Linked DNA regions of Zea mays: region 2 is linked to region 1. Evidence: chromatin contacts called from public Hi-C data. All regions are on one chromosome and are shown on one strand. Each heading gives the region's core, a stretch centred on a gene start, on an enhancer-like site or on the middle of the called end of the contact. The rest is flanking DNA. Distances are from core to core; before and after follow the strand shown.

Region 1 (6,976 bases), core at 2,008-4,507:
GACACTGCCATCGATGAAAGTAGAGGAAAAGATGTATGTGGAGTATGGACTCATGAAATGCAATGCGATGGCCATAACAGAGAAATTAGAGGGCTATCCACTAATGCAATGTCCATAGCATTAGCGCGTAGTGCTTATACAGCTTTCCAAAGCATGTTAGCAGTTAGCTGCCTTATGCCTTAGCTCCTACCGCAGCCACAGAAAACAAGGCCACACGCATGTAATGTACAGAAGTGGTGTCCTAGAAAATAGTGTTTAGCACTGCTATATTTTCACCTAGGAGGCAGAGGTTAATATAATTGGCATAGAAGGGGAATTTGATCGAATTCAATGGATTAATCTAACTGAGCATATGGTTAATATAACAGAGCATGAGCCTGCATCTTTATTATCATAATAAAAACAATAAATATCACAAGGCTGATTTTTCTTGAAATGGCACAAACATGGGGTCAGCCAATCAGCCATCCGTCAGAAGTAACTTGAGCTCCAGTTGTGTGGTGGTTCTTTAAATCCCACTTCTGCTACTCTAAAGTAAGTAAATCATAACTAGGAATTGATCTCACATTGGACCCAAACCCAACTTTTCTAGTCTATTAAAACAAAGGAATAGTTACTATGCTGATCTCAGAGGCAAAGGGCTAATGTCCATTTATGTGTTTTATTGTATATCAAACAACTAAAAAAATGGATCACTTGTTTCTAAACAAAGTAATCCAGGAACTCCTGTAATACTCACCCCCTTTCTCATGTTTGAATTTATGTTGTCAACAAATGAATAAAGAGTCCGAGAAGACGTATGCATAACAGACTCGGTACCTAGGTCAATGGGTTCAGTGGAGAATTGCGTATAGAAAGGAGCAATAAAACGCATGCACTTGAGCAACAAAGTGCTCATCCCTTGTTCTTTCGCTTCTACAGGTGCAATCCTACAATATCTTGTTCCTTAAACTTGGCTACACATTCCATCTTAACCTAAATTCAGAGGCAAGTACCTCCAGACAGAAATAGAGAATACTGATCCAAAGTACAGGCCTGAAACGACTTATATTTTGGATATGAGGATGCCTTGGCTAAACGTGAATCCAGAAAGTAAACATCAAACCATGTGTACAATCCAATGTGCTCACATCCTGTAAATATGCATAAAAAATTGCAACTACAATCAGCCAAACAGGCATGATATTTAACATTGTTAGAGAAATAACAATAAAAAAAGACAGAGAACTAAGCTCTACGCTACAATATGCCAGAAGCAAAGAGGACTTACAATCAAAATTGAAGCAATGTGTAAGTGCTAACCTACTCCACCACTACATACAATGATGTTAAAAGTGCACACATGCTCTTGAATTAATCGTGACTCAAGAAGATCGAATATTTTGATCTAACAACAAAGCTTCATTCTTGATCAAGCTGTTAGAAAGTACATCTCTTGAGCACAACCTGCTTAGCAATTCTCTTGCCTCCTTCGAATAGCCCTCATAAAACAAACCTTCTATGAGTATAATGTAGGTCGATTCATCAGGCATACAACCACATGACACCATATCAGCAAGCACATCAATAGCATAATCTGTTTTCCCATTTCTGCAAAGCCCTAACAGTACTGTATTGTAGAGTACTGTCTGGGGTGATATGCCTGAATCTTGCAGTTTATGAACCACCTGGACTACCTCTTCAATTTTATCCTCTTTATTCAGACTCTCAGTTAACACCCGGTACATCTTATCTGTGTTGAATCCTTTGTTGGCCATTTCATTCAACAACTCAAGGGCTTGTTCCATCTTGCCAGCCTTGGTTAGTCCACCTATTATTGTACTGTAAGTAGTTGAATTAGGATTGCAGCCTTTCTCAGGCATTTGCTTAAAGACTTCAAAGGCCTGCAAAATCAATCCCTTTTGACACCAGAAACTAATAATAGTATTGAATGTCGAGTTATCTGGGAGGCGATCATTCTGGGACATCTTAATCATTAGCTCCTCGGCATCCTCCCACCTATCAGCACTGCACAAACCCTTTAGCACAGTGTTGTAGGTGACAATATCAGGTTTACAACCAAAGGATTGCATGTTGCTGAGTAACTCCAAGGCACTATCCACATTTCCTTGCTCACACATCCCACTGATTACAGCATTGTATGTAACAACATTTGCCGTGCATCCATGCTTTGACATTTTCTCTAGATACAGAGTAACTTTCTGGAGCAATCCTTTTCGACACAAGGTATTGATGATCACATTGAGTGTTGCTTCGTTTGGTGGGCAGTTCTCACGAACCATCTCGTCTAGAATCTCATCAGCATCCACCCATCGCTCGATGCTGCAGAAACCCTTCAAAACAGTGTTGTAGTTGACAGTGTTGGGCTTGCAACCTCTAGAAGGCAAGCTGTTCAGAAGCTCGCGTGCCTGGTCTACATCACCTTCTCTGCACATAGCATCGATGATGACATTGTACGTCACGTTGTTGGGCTCACACCCCTCTGCGCGCATGAAATCGATGAGCTCCAGGGCCTGCCGGTATCCTCTCCCCTTGCACGCCGCCTGGAGCAGGATGTTGTAGGTGACCACGTCGGGCGCGCACCCGCGGCAGAGCATGCCGTCGAGCACCACGAGGGCGTCCGCGACCCGCCCGCGCTCGCAGAGCGCGTGGATGAGTGGGTTGTGGGCGTACGCGCTGCTGGCCTGCACGTGCGCGGGCATTCCGCCCACGACGCGGCGCGCGTCCTCGAGCAGGCCCGCGCGGCAGTACCCGTCGACCAGCGCGCCGTAGGTGGCGGCGGTGGCCTCGGGCCCGCACGCCTCGACGACGCGCGCGGCGTCGGCGGGGCGGCCCCGCCGGCAGAGGTCGCGGACAAGCCGGTTGGCGAGCGGAACGTCGGGCGGGCGCGGCGAGGAGCCCACGAGGCGGAGCGCCGCGTCTAGGTCGCCCCGGTGGATCAGGGCGCTGAGGCGGCGGTCTGCTCCGTGCAGTCGGCGCGGCGGCAGCGGAGGCGGCCTGGTGCTGGTGTTGGGGATGCCCGGTGGGCTGGGCCTTGAGCTGCGGACGCACAGGCGGCGGCGCGCGGGGTGGCGCGAGTGGTGAGGGCGGCCGGCGGACGAGGGAGAGAAGGGGAGGAGAACGCACACGGTGGGGGGCGGGGGCGGGGGCGGCGAAGTCATTGTGCGTTTGGATTTCGGCGCTCGGGATGCGATGGACCGTGGCTGTGGCCGTGTGGGCGCCGGGCGCGCCGCTTGCAGCCAGCGGCTCTGGCTGGCGTCCAACAGCTAGCCGCCCAAGCCAAAAGCTAGCCTCTCAAGAGCCAGGCAAAATTTCGGTTCCATTAGGAAGAATTTATAGTAACCTTATTTTTATATAAAAATATATGTCGAACATATTTCTCGCCTGAACACAGGCCAAAATGATGTGACCAATAGGAGTGGCCACTTTTTAAACGAAAATCGAGCCGAATAGAACCAAATTTTAGTATTTTATAGTTCAGTTCGGTTTCGGTTTTTATATCTACAAAATTCGATGTTCGATATCGTAATCGGTTTCGGTTTTTATATCTATAAAGTTCGGTGTTCGGTATAGTAATTGGTGTTATCATATACCGAACCGAAATACCTATCGATTATAAAATTGAAATGTTTGATTATATGAACTAAATATGTGATACAATAAAATTGTTGTTCACTTTTTATATAATTTATGATGTATTTATAATTTTTTGTATCTATATAATTTTTACTTTTTAAAATTATGATATATCATGTAAACTTGTATATATTGTCATATAACCAAGTTTGGTGTTCTATTTTTACTGAAAAATCAAAGTAAAAAACTGAAACTGAACTTCTCGATTTTTCATTTTCTGGCAAATTGAACAGTTCTACGTAAAACTGAAGTTTTTAAAACCGAAAAACTGAACCGATATTTAAAAAAAAACAGAATTTCCACCCCCGGTGACAAACTCCCGCAATGGACGTGAAGTTATACATGCAGCCAACCATTTCAACCATTCGAATTATGTTTTGAGGGCATCAGAAGAATGCCAAATGGCACTTGAAAAATCAGCAGTAAGATGGGAATTATCTCAAGTAGCAACAGTTAACTGTTAACAGTTCTTTTTGAAACTCAGTTCATATAAGTATGATAACGGCAAAGATAGATCCACTTACAAGACCCTATATCTATAGAAAATGACGTGCTACAAAATTTCTGAAACTTCTGCAGTTTCTCATGGTGGATCTTGTGATCTGGTCCTCCCTTCATTTTACGTTCACCAGCTCCACATCAAAGATGAGGGTCTAGTTTGTGGTATCTACCCCACTCTTTTGGACAGAAAACAATTTTTTTGCATTCCAGATGTAAACACACTCCTTTGTGTCACTCACATCCACCACCTAAAGATCCATATGAATAGAAGGAAAAACAAATTACCAAGAGGTTAAGTTGCAAATTTTGATTTGTTATCGTGGACTGGTGAGTTTAAAATGCCAATGCATTTTACCCTATGGAAGGTGGAATGGTGAGTCTCCTTTTGTCCCCAACCCACATATATGTTAACAAACACTAATCAGTAATTGTGTTTAATACCATGATGAAGGCAAATATATAATACATATGGCCAACGTCCCAGCCACTGACCTGCCCAACACCTACAAGCAACGCATCATTAAAACCATCCATTTGGTACTAATTTGGAGTAACGTTAGAGGGTAATTACCTAGTCTAGACTCAAAATGTCTTCCACTAACATTGGAGTAAAAAATATTGTCATCCTTTAGCTTGCCAATATATTTAACAGAAACCTAAGAAGAAGAAGAAAATAGCATTATTAAGCAGGGGCTCAAGTAGTAAAATTGGCCATAGACATGCAAAAAAAGATGCATGCATGTCATGAAGAAAGCATGTAAATGCTAGAATTGCATGAGGCCGGAAATGGGTAGCTAGGAGGGGATCATCCCTTTGAAGCTCCTCATATGCTAGAAATTTTACCTTCTTCCCATGTGTGGCTTTTTTACCATCAGGTTTGCCCATCTCTACCTCCTGAGTTATCATACCATTGGCAAATGTTCGTGTTTGGAGTGGCTCCTTGTTATCTGACTCACCAAGTCCAGTTGTTGCCTGATTTTCACTTCTGTTTATGTCATGTGCCCTTCTTTTTCTTGTTCTTTTTACTAGCGTCATGTGCACTTGCCTCCTCATTGTCTTTATCAGTGAATTCTGGTGAAGAACATTGTCAAACGGTACTGAACCATGTGATTAACATTCATATGTGAAAAGCATCTACAAAGGGACATCTCAAGATACTAATATGTTGTTGTTCTTAGCAGATTGCTCACTGGCATCATCCTTAGGGGGCGTTTGGCAGAGCTCCCACATCTCTGTTCCTAGCGAGAATCACTTCTAAGAAGCTAAACGGCTAAAAACTAGGTTGCTCCATAGTGGGAGTGAGAGCTAAAAACCTGCTTCCCGCTGCTCCCCACGCTCTAACACCTCACGAATCACTTCACGCACAATTTGCCAAACGTTTTTCGTCAAATAGATTCACTTTTACTTGAGAATCATTTGGAATCACTCTATTGGAGAATTAGCTCTCGAAGCTAAAGAATCATGGAGCAGAGCTCTGCCAAACAAGACCTTAAAATCACTTATGTTCTTATTTTTCTTTTTCTTCTATTGTGTACTGACAGGATCAACTGTACAATTATGTTGCTTAATCTCCCTTTCTTCGTTGTTTACTTTTCCGGTGTCCATAGTAGTGCTTTTGTCCTTTATCTTTTCTTCGATGCCCCATCAATCTTAGTCTTTACCTCCCTAGAACCGCAAGTAAATTTATAAAAATAATGGAGCATCTTACTACGCCATGAATTAAGAAATATCCAGAGGCAAAAATGTACCCTGAAGAGTCACCACGATCGCTAATGGTGCCACTTTTTTTATTTTACGGTCTTCATTGCTAGTCTCCATGTTTTCCTCCCTTTCTTGTTTGAAACAGCCTCATAACTCTTCTTTGATTCAGAAAATGATACAGGTGAAAGGATCACGATACCCAAGAGGGGTGAATTAGGTTTTTCTAAAAATCAACACTAATTAAAACCTAAGCAAGAGCCCAACTTCACCCCAACAACTAGCACTTAAGAGAATAATACTAGAAATACAATAGGGCTAAGACAATACTTCAAATACTCGCTAAACAAATACACAATATAAAATGCTTGAATTAAGTGCGGAATGTAAAGCAAGGTTTAGAAGACTCCTCCAATTTTTCTCGAGGTATCGAAGAGTCGGCACTCTCCACTAGTCCTCGTTGGAGCACCCGCGTAAGGGTATCGCTCCCCATTGGTCCTCGCAAGAACCAAGTGCTCACTACGAGATGATCCTTTGCCACTCCGGCGCGGTGGATCCCTCACGACCGCTTACAAACTTGAGTCGGGTCACCAACAAGATCTCCACGGTGATCACTGAGCTCCCAACGCCACCAAGCCGTCTAGGTGATGCCGATCACCAAGAGTAACAAGCCGTAGACTTTCGTTTGACAAGAGAAGCCTAATGCAAGTGGTGTGTGCTCTAGGTGGCTCTCGCTAGCGCTAATGAGGTCCAAATGCGGGATTAAGATTCTATAATCACCTCACTAGGCTTTTGGTGCTTGCAATGCTCTACCAATGTGCAGGAATAAATATGGGCAACAAGACATTGAATATGGTGGGTGGAGGGGTATAAATAGCCCTCACCAACCAACTAGCCGTTACCAGCAATGTTCTGCGCATGGGCGCACCGTGCGCCACCGGTGCGCCAACGGTCGACTCCAACGCTAGTTCTGACAGCTAGCCATTGGGCAGATGGCACACCGGACAGTGAACAGTCACTGTCTGGTGCACACCGGACGGTCCGGTGCGCTGCCCGGTGCGCCACTATAATTCAACTTGTGAACCTTGCGCTGTCGGGTTTCTGCGCGGGGAAACCCTTCCCCGGGCCATCCTGGCCCCAC
Region 2 (6,976 bases), core at 1,628-4,127, 280 kb after region 1:
ACCCTTTCCCTCTCTCAAACGGTCACCTAGACCGAGTGAGCTTCTCTTCTCAATCAATTGGGACACTTAGTCCCCACAAGGACCACCACAGAATTGGTGTCTCTTGCCTTGATTACAAATGACTTGGGAACAAGAAAGAAGGAAGAAGAAAAGCGATCCAAGCACAAGAACTCAAATGAACACAAATATCTCTCTCTCACTAGTCATTATTTGATTGGAGTGAACTTTAGACTTGGGAGATGATTTGATCTCTTGTTTATATCTTGGAGTGAAGTCTAGAGCTCTTGTATTGAATGCAATAGCTGAAAACTTTGATGCCTTGAAGTGTGGTGGTTGGGGGGTATTTATAGCCCCACCCACCAAAATGCTCGTTGGGGAACTCTGCTGTCGATGGGTGCACCGGACAGTCCGGTGCGCCACCGGACACTGTCCGATGTGCCAGCCATGTCACCCAACCATTAGGGTTTGACCGTTGGAGCTTCTGACAGCTGGGCCACCGGACAGTCCGGTGGTGCACCGGACAGGTCCTGTTCACTGTCCGGTGCGCCTTCTGGCGCCTGCTCTAACTCTACGCGCGCAGTCCGCATTGTTGACTGTTCACTTTTGCAGTCGACCGTTGGTGCGCTAGCCGTTACTCCCGCTGGCACACCGGACAGTCCGGTGAATTATAGTGGGGAGCAATTTCCAAAAACCCGAAAGTGGCAAGTTCAGAGTTGATCTCCCTGGTGCACCGGACACTGTCCGGTGGCACACCGGACAGTCCGGTGCGCCAGACTAGGGCAGCCTTCGGTTTTCTTTGCTCCTTTGTTTTAAACCCTTTCTTTTAACTTTGTATTGGTTTGTTGTGAACCTTTGGCACCTATGGAACATATAATCTAGAGCAAACTAGTTAGTCTAATTATTTGTGTTGGGCAATTCAACCACGAAAATCATTTAGGAAAAGGTTTGACCCTATTTCCCTTTCAGTGGCCCAACGAAACCACCAGGCGTGGGGGCCATGGGTCAGTCAGCCGCGGGGACAGATATGGCAGTTGACGTGACCTAAGGCGGATTGATAGTGGGCGCATCAGCAGACATGCTAAAACAATGTGCCAATCACCAATCAGGCCATGTTGAGGCAAGGTATAAGCTTTGGTCCCACCTGCAGGCTCGCATCCTCCCCTGAGGTGGGCTCGGGGGCCACTATCGGTACCCTGAAACTAGGTACCCCTTACTACTGTACAAAGATGCAGTATCCACGCGGCTATTTTTAGTCGCGTGGTAAAAGAGCTGTATGTGGGACCAGGCCATGACTCGCCCCAGCCTCGGGTGACTACTCTGGGCCAGCAACAGCACCTGACCCCACCACATGGGTGGGTCCGGTGCCGCCACGTGTCTTGACCCCCATGTGAAGGTGCCAGACCCCTGTATATATGGTCCGGGCCTCCAAGTTTGGTCCAAGACCTCCACGTGTGCGAACCGGACCCCTGGAATGGATCCGGACCTCCCTGTATGGGGTCCGGGCCGCCCACGGTGGGGTCCCTGGTTCTAGGACAGAACATACCCGGGCCTTAACCAGGGCCCAGGCGGGGGTCCGGTGCCGACACGTGTCCAGACCTGGTCTGGTGGGATCCGGACCTAATCGCATGTACTCCTGCTCCCCGCTCAGGTGGAGGCCCGATGCTGCCACATGGCTTACTGCGCGCGGTGTAAGCCAACAGGCGAAACCTGGCATAAAGCCTCTGGGCTACGCGCGTCTTTGCATTTATTACGGATAAGACGTGCGCCTGTCCATTCCAGTGACAGGCGGCACGCCCGGTCCACATTGCGTGGGCCGTGTTGTTACTCACCATTACTCGCACGTTTCCAAGAAAAGGGTTACTGACTATCAATGCTGCATGGACTGCGGTCATCATGACTCCTGCTGATTACTCATGCGTTACTAAGGCGGAGGATCTTTGTGTGCTGTCAGCATTTACTATTCACATAATGTATTCCTACCATTATGCTCCTGGGCCCGCATGTCGGGGCTCAGCATCCTTGTATGTACCTCCCTTAAACTATAAAAGGGAAGGGACACAGCGTTACAAGGGACACACGCTCGATACAACTTACATACAGTGGAGGTAGGGTATTACGCTCCTGCAGCCTGAACCACTATAAACCCTCGAGTGTTCTTATGTTCATCGACAACTCACCTAACAGGCAAACGCTTAGGCCCCCTCCTCATCTTAGGATTAGGGCGGGTGCATTCCGCCACCCGGCCGGAGGATTTTTTCTCCGACAATATGTGTTGGACATCTAACCACCAAAACACTTATAGAAATGGCCCAAAGGCACATTTCCCTTTCAGAATCGGGATTGCGGAGCGACGAGCTAGGGCATGAGGAAGGGCGTGACTGCGGTGAGCTAGACCGAGGAACATGACGACGATAGCGCAGCATGGGCACAGGAGAGAGAATGCACACGAGAGAAATGAAATAACGTGGGAAAGAGGAAAGGTGCACACAGCTGTGTACTACCTAGCTCAACACCAAGACCTATGGCACCGATCTAGGTCACGTCATCCACGAACATGGCGTTCACGCTAACGCGTCATTTTGTTCGGGCGACATGTTCTATGGAGCCAAGACGTGTCACCTCGGTGCAATAGGACATGACGCCGAGTAAAAGTTTGCAAAACAACATTAATTCGTCTAGGGGCCCAACATGATTTTTTTTAAAAGGATGAAATTGCAAAAAAAATCGGCATATCAAACATGGTTTGAAATCTTTTTGGGTGCTCAGTGCTGACGTGGTACTCCAGTGACGCGCTGCTTTTCTCCCATTGGTCCACCCACTGCCCGCGTGGCCGACCCTGCCCGTGTACCAAGAAGCAGCCCTTTGTGTGACTGACTTGCCGGTCCCAGCACATCCACCCCATCCGTCATTGACAGATCCCGCAATACTCACAGGGCCCTCTTCTCTCATCTCTCACTCCCTCGCTCCGTCTACCAGTACCACCACGTCCCTCCTCGTCGACGATCTCGTAGCGGCGGCGCACATGGCGAGCGACGGCGCGGCGGCTACGCCAGCGAAGGTTACCCCAAAGAAGGCCAATCTCCTCGACCCGCACTCCATCAAGCACCTTCTCGACGAGACCATCTCCGAGGTACTATGCTTCACCCTAAACCCTAGCACCTCCTCCCTCTCCTCCCCCCTCCTCGATCGCTCCTACCACTTGGTTCCTCTAGATTTATCATCCAACGATGTGGTTTCGTGATGCCATCAGGTCGTGAAGAGTAAGGGCTACACCGAGGACACGCGGCTGGGCAACTGGAAGCTGGGGATCGGAGCCGCCGTGATTGCTGTCGCCCTCCTCGCTCAGTTTTACCCCAAGAAGTTCCCGCAGAACCGCGATTTCCTCCTTGGCTGCATCGCCCTATATCCTTTTCTTCATTGGTTTGCCCTATCTTTTGGTTATGATGAATCGGCGCTAGATCTGATTTCTGTTGAGAATCGTGTGGAATTGTTGCTTGTTGCTGTTGATCCTTGACTTAGATGACTCGATACGTATGTGGTGCTGAATGTGGTGCTGCTGATCCTTAGCTACACCAAGGAGAAGGATGCCATCCTATTCACGCACCCTCCTATGGTTTGTCTCCATCTGGACTTGTTGCTCTTGAATTCCTACTTTCCAAGTGTACTTGTTAATATGCAGCCTATTTTACTTTCTTTCTGACTACACTGTAGCTGAATGAAATCAAACAGTTTGCTTCGGCTTGAGTATCTGCATATGTTAGATATATGCTTGATCATGTTTAGGACATTAGAACTACATGAGTGCTTGTCTGGTATATGTTCCTTAAAATTCTGACTGAAGTGCTTTTGTTTTAATAAAATCATAAGCAGTCAAAGTTTGCTTCGTAAAAATGTGTGATGAATGTTATATTCAACCAACTGAAGAGATTGTTTTCAGCAAGTATTCATGTGGGGAATTCGTTTGCCCTTCGAACATTTCTTTAAAAGTTTTCGCCTGTCGCAAACTCCTGGTGACCCAATTACTGCTATCTATTTTCAACTGCCACGGAAGTTTTTAGCCTTTAAAGTTGTGATGTGTTTCCTATTCTTATATTAGACGTTTTGTTGACGATGGAGTGGTTTTTCTTATAATTGTTCGACAACTTGAATTTTATTCGCATCCTTCTCTCAGGTTCAGTAAGCTATGCTCAAATGTGTCATTTGCTTCCTAATTACTCAACTCATGCTCACTTTTGCTTGAATGATAATGTTAGATTGTGTTTATCTATTTCTACTATAGGCCGTGGGCCTCCACCTGCGTGTGAAGGTGGTCCACCATAGGGGTGCTTCAACCCTAGAGGTTGCGTCTACGGGCAGGGGTGCGCTGGCGATAACTGCTTTATTCAGTCCTTACAGATATTATTCAACATATAAGAAATGGAAATACAATGTATAGGCTATTTTTTTCTCGAAAAGCACAGGAGAACTGCGCCCCATAAATATATTAGCAGGGAAGAAAAGGTCTAAGAAGACCTGAAATACAATGCACTCCTTACGGAGGCCAGAAACAACCATACAGATAGGGATCCATAACCCAGCCAAAAACTAAAAACCACCTAGTCGAAGCCCCTAAGCAGCAGGATGAGGGGGGCAAGAAACAAAGACCTTTGGCCCCAGCAATTTGCCATTTTTGCATTTCCTCGACTACCAACTCAAGGAGTAGAGTGAGGTTTGGAGATACTCCATCAAAAACCACTCTATTCCGATGTTTCCAGATCATCCAGGCTCCAAGAGTGATGAGGGAGTTCAGACCTCTCCTGGTCATTCCAGTAACAACAACAGCTGTCCTCTCCCACCAATCCAGGAAGGAAATAGCAGCCAGCTGTGGAGCTAAAGAGCGCTCAGCTTCCTTAGAAGCTTATACCAGAATACTCTTGTGAATACACAGGACGCCAACAGATGGTTGATAGGTTCTGGCTCCTGATCACAAAGAGGACATCTTGCAGGATGATTCAATCCTCTATTTGCTAACCTGTCTGCAGTACAACACCTATTCTGGGCCACTAACCGCATGAATCTGCACTTTGGTGGAGCCCAAGCTTTCCAAACTCTTTTGTAGTGCCCAAAGGAACTTGACCCTACAAACAGACCCTTGTATGCTGAACTTGCAGAATACTTGCCATCAGGTGCCAAGGAGAAGATGCGTTTGTCTTCAATATTAGGCTGCTGCACAATGACAGAAAGAGCATCCCAGAGAGATAAGAAATCTATCAGAACTCCAACTGTGAGTGCTCCCTTGATATCTGTAATCCATCTTCTGTTCAACAAAGCTTCTTGCACAGTCCTTTTACGTGTTATTCTATTTGGGATTGTGGCAAACAGTCTTGGAGCAATATCTGAAACCTTTTTTCCATTGATCCATCTATCTGTCCAGAAGAAAGTGTTGGACCCACTGCCAGTCTCAGTAATTAGCACACTAGAGAAGAAGAGCTTAGATTTGCTTGGAACTTGTATTGGGAGCCCTGCCCATGGGCGGTTAGGATCAGTTCTTTGCAGCCATAACCATCTCATGCGAAGAGCCCAACGAAGTTCAGGGAGACTAGAAATTCTCAACCCTCCTAACTGCAAAGGATGGCATACCTTGCCCCATGCGACCAAACAGTGTTCTCCATTTACCTCTTTTCTCCCTTTCCATAGAAAGCCCTTTCTTATCTTGTCAATGGCATGAATGTCCCATTGGGGGAAATCAATTGCCATTGCAGCATAGATAGACAATTAGACATCCCAGTAAGGACATGCTACACAAGGATTCTTCTCCCTGCCCTGTTAAGCAAATTTGCCTTCCAGAATGGGAGTTGATCAGCAATTTTCTCTATTAGGGGCAGGAAGTTATGCTTGGATAATTTGTGCAGAGAAAGAGGAAGGCCCAAATATTTGCAGGGAAAATAAGCAAATTCACATGGAAGCATGCTTTGTACCTCCAAAATGGTCTCCTCAGATCATCTGATAGGATATACGTTGGACTTCTGAGCATTGTTTTGAAGTCCAGGAGCATCTCCAAACAACTGAAGGATATCAAGAGTAATGGAGATATCCGCTTCATTAGGATGCAAAAAAAAAGAGAGCCACACCATCAGCATATATAGAGACCGTGTGGAGTTTCTTTCTTCCTGATAATTGTTTGAGTAAACTTGCCGCCTCAGCCTTGGAGAAGAGAAGGCCAAGAACATCCATAACCAGAATGAAAAGCATTGGGGAAAGGGGGTCACCCTGTCTGAGCCCTCTTCTATGTTGAATAATTGTACCTGGACACCCATTTAGAAGCACCTTTGTAGTAGAAGCCAATAACCCATAGATGATGTCTCTCCAGACTGGTCCAAAACCCAACTGCTGCATTACTTCAAGCAAGAAGGGCCACGACACAGAATCAAAAGGCTTAGTTATATCTAGTATGAGAAGGAGCCGATCCATATTTTGTTGGTGAAGCAACCTTGACGTCTGTTGTACGAGCATAAAATTGTCCTGAATGAACCTTCCTTTTATGAATGCACTTTGGTTTGGAGAGACCATGTCATTCAATCTTTTTGCCAACCTATTGGCGAGGACCTTTGTGATCAATTTTGCAAAACTGTGCACTAAGCTGATTGGTCTGAAATCTTTAACCTGATCAGCTCCCTCCTTTGGAATCATCGTCATAAAGGCTGTGTTAAGTCTGTTAAGGTTTACAAAATTCCTACTCCAAACTGCTGATACTGCAGCCGACACATCATCCTTGATAATATTTCAGCAAACCTTATAAAACCTCCATGGGAAGCCATCGGCCCTGGGGCCTTATCAGAAGGTAGGCAACCAATGGTTTCCCACACCTCCTGCTCAGGTATAGGAGAGTCAAGGTCAGAAAGATTGTGCCTTACTAGACCAAGGGCCTCCAGATCAATTGTTCTTTCTCTAACCCCAGACTGTCCAATAAGCTTAGCGTAGAATTCATCCACCAGGG

What was found. A called contact is a pair of places that touch in the nucleus more often than the background predicts.
Region 2: a contact with region 1 is called in a Hi-C map of tassel, with 5 times the contacts expected there. The contact joins the promoter of LOC100282505 here to the promoter of LOC100272731 in region 1. A contact is called at or near these places in 7 of 25 Hi-C or Micro-C datasets (bundle sheath, ear, endosperm and 2 more).

What each region holds. Positions count from the first base shown.
Region 1 is chr2:47,049,775-47,056,750 of Zm-B73-REFERENCE-NAM-5.0, forward strand. It overlaps LOC100272731 (Pentatricopeptide repeat-containing protein), which reads right to left and starts at 3,258. Exons shown (of 1, transcript NM_001147184.1): 1 at 1,351-3,258. The coding sequence starts at 3,161. The coding sequence ends at 1,365. It also overlaps the pseudogene LOC109944170.
Region 2 is chr2:47,331,725-47,338,700 of Zm-B73-REFERENCE-NAM-5.0, forward strand. It overlaps LOC100282505, which reads left to right and starts at 2,878. Exons shown (of 5, transcript NM_001155414.3): 1 at 2,878-3,130; 2 at 3,251-3,402; 3 at 3,532-3,613. The coding sequence starts at 3,023.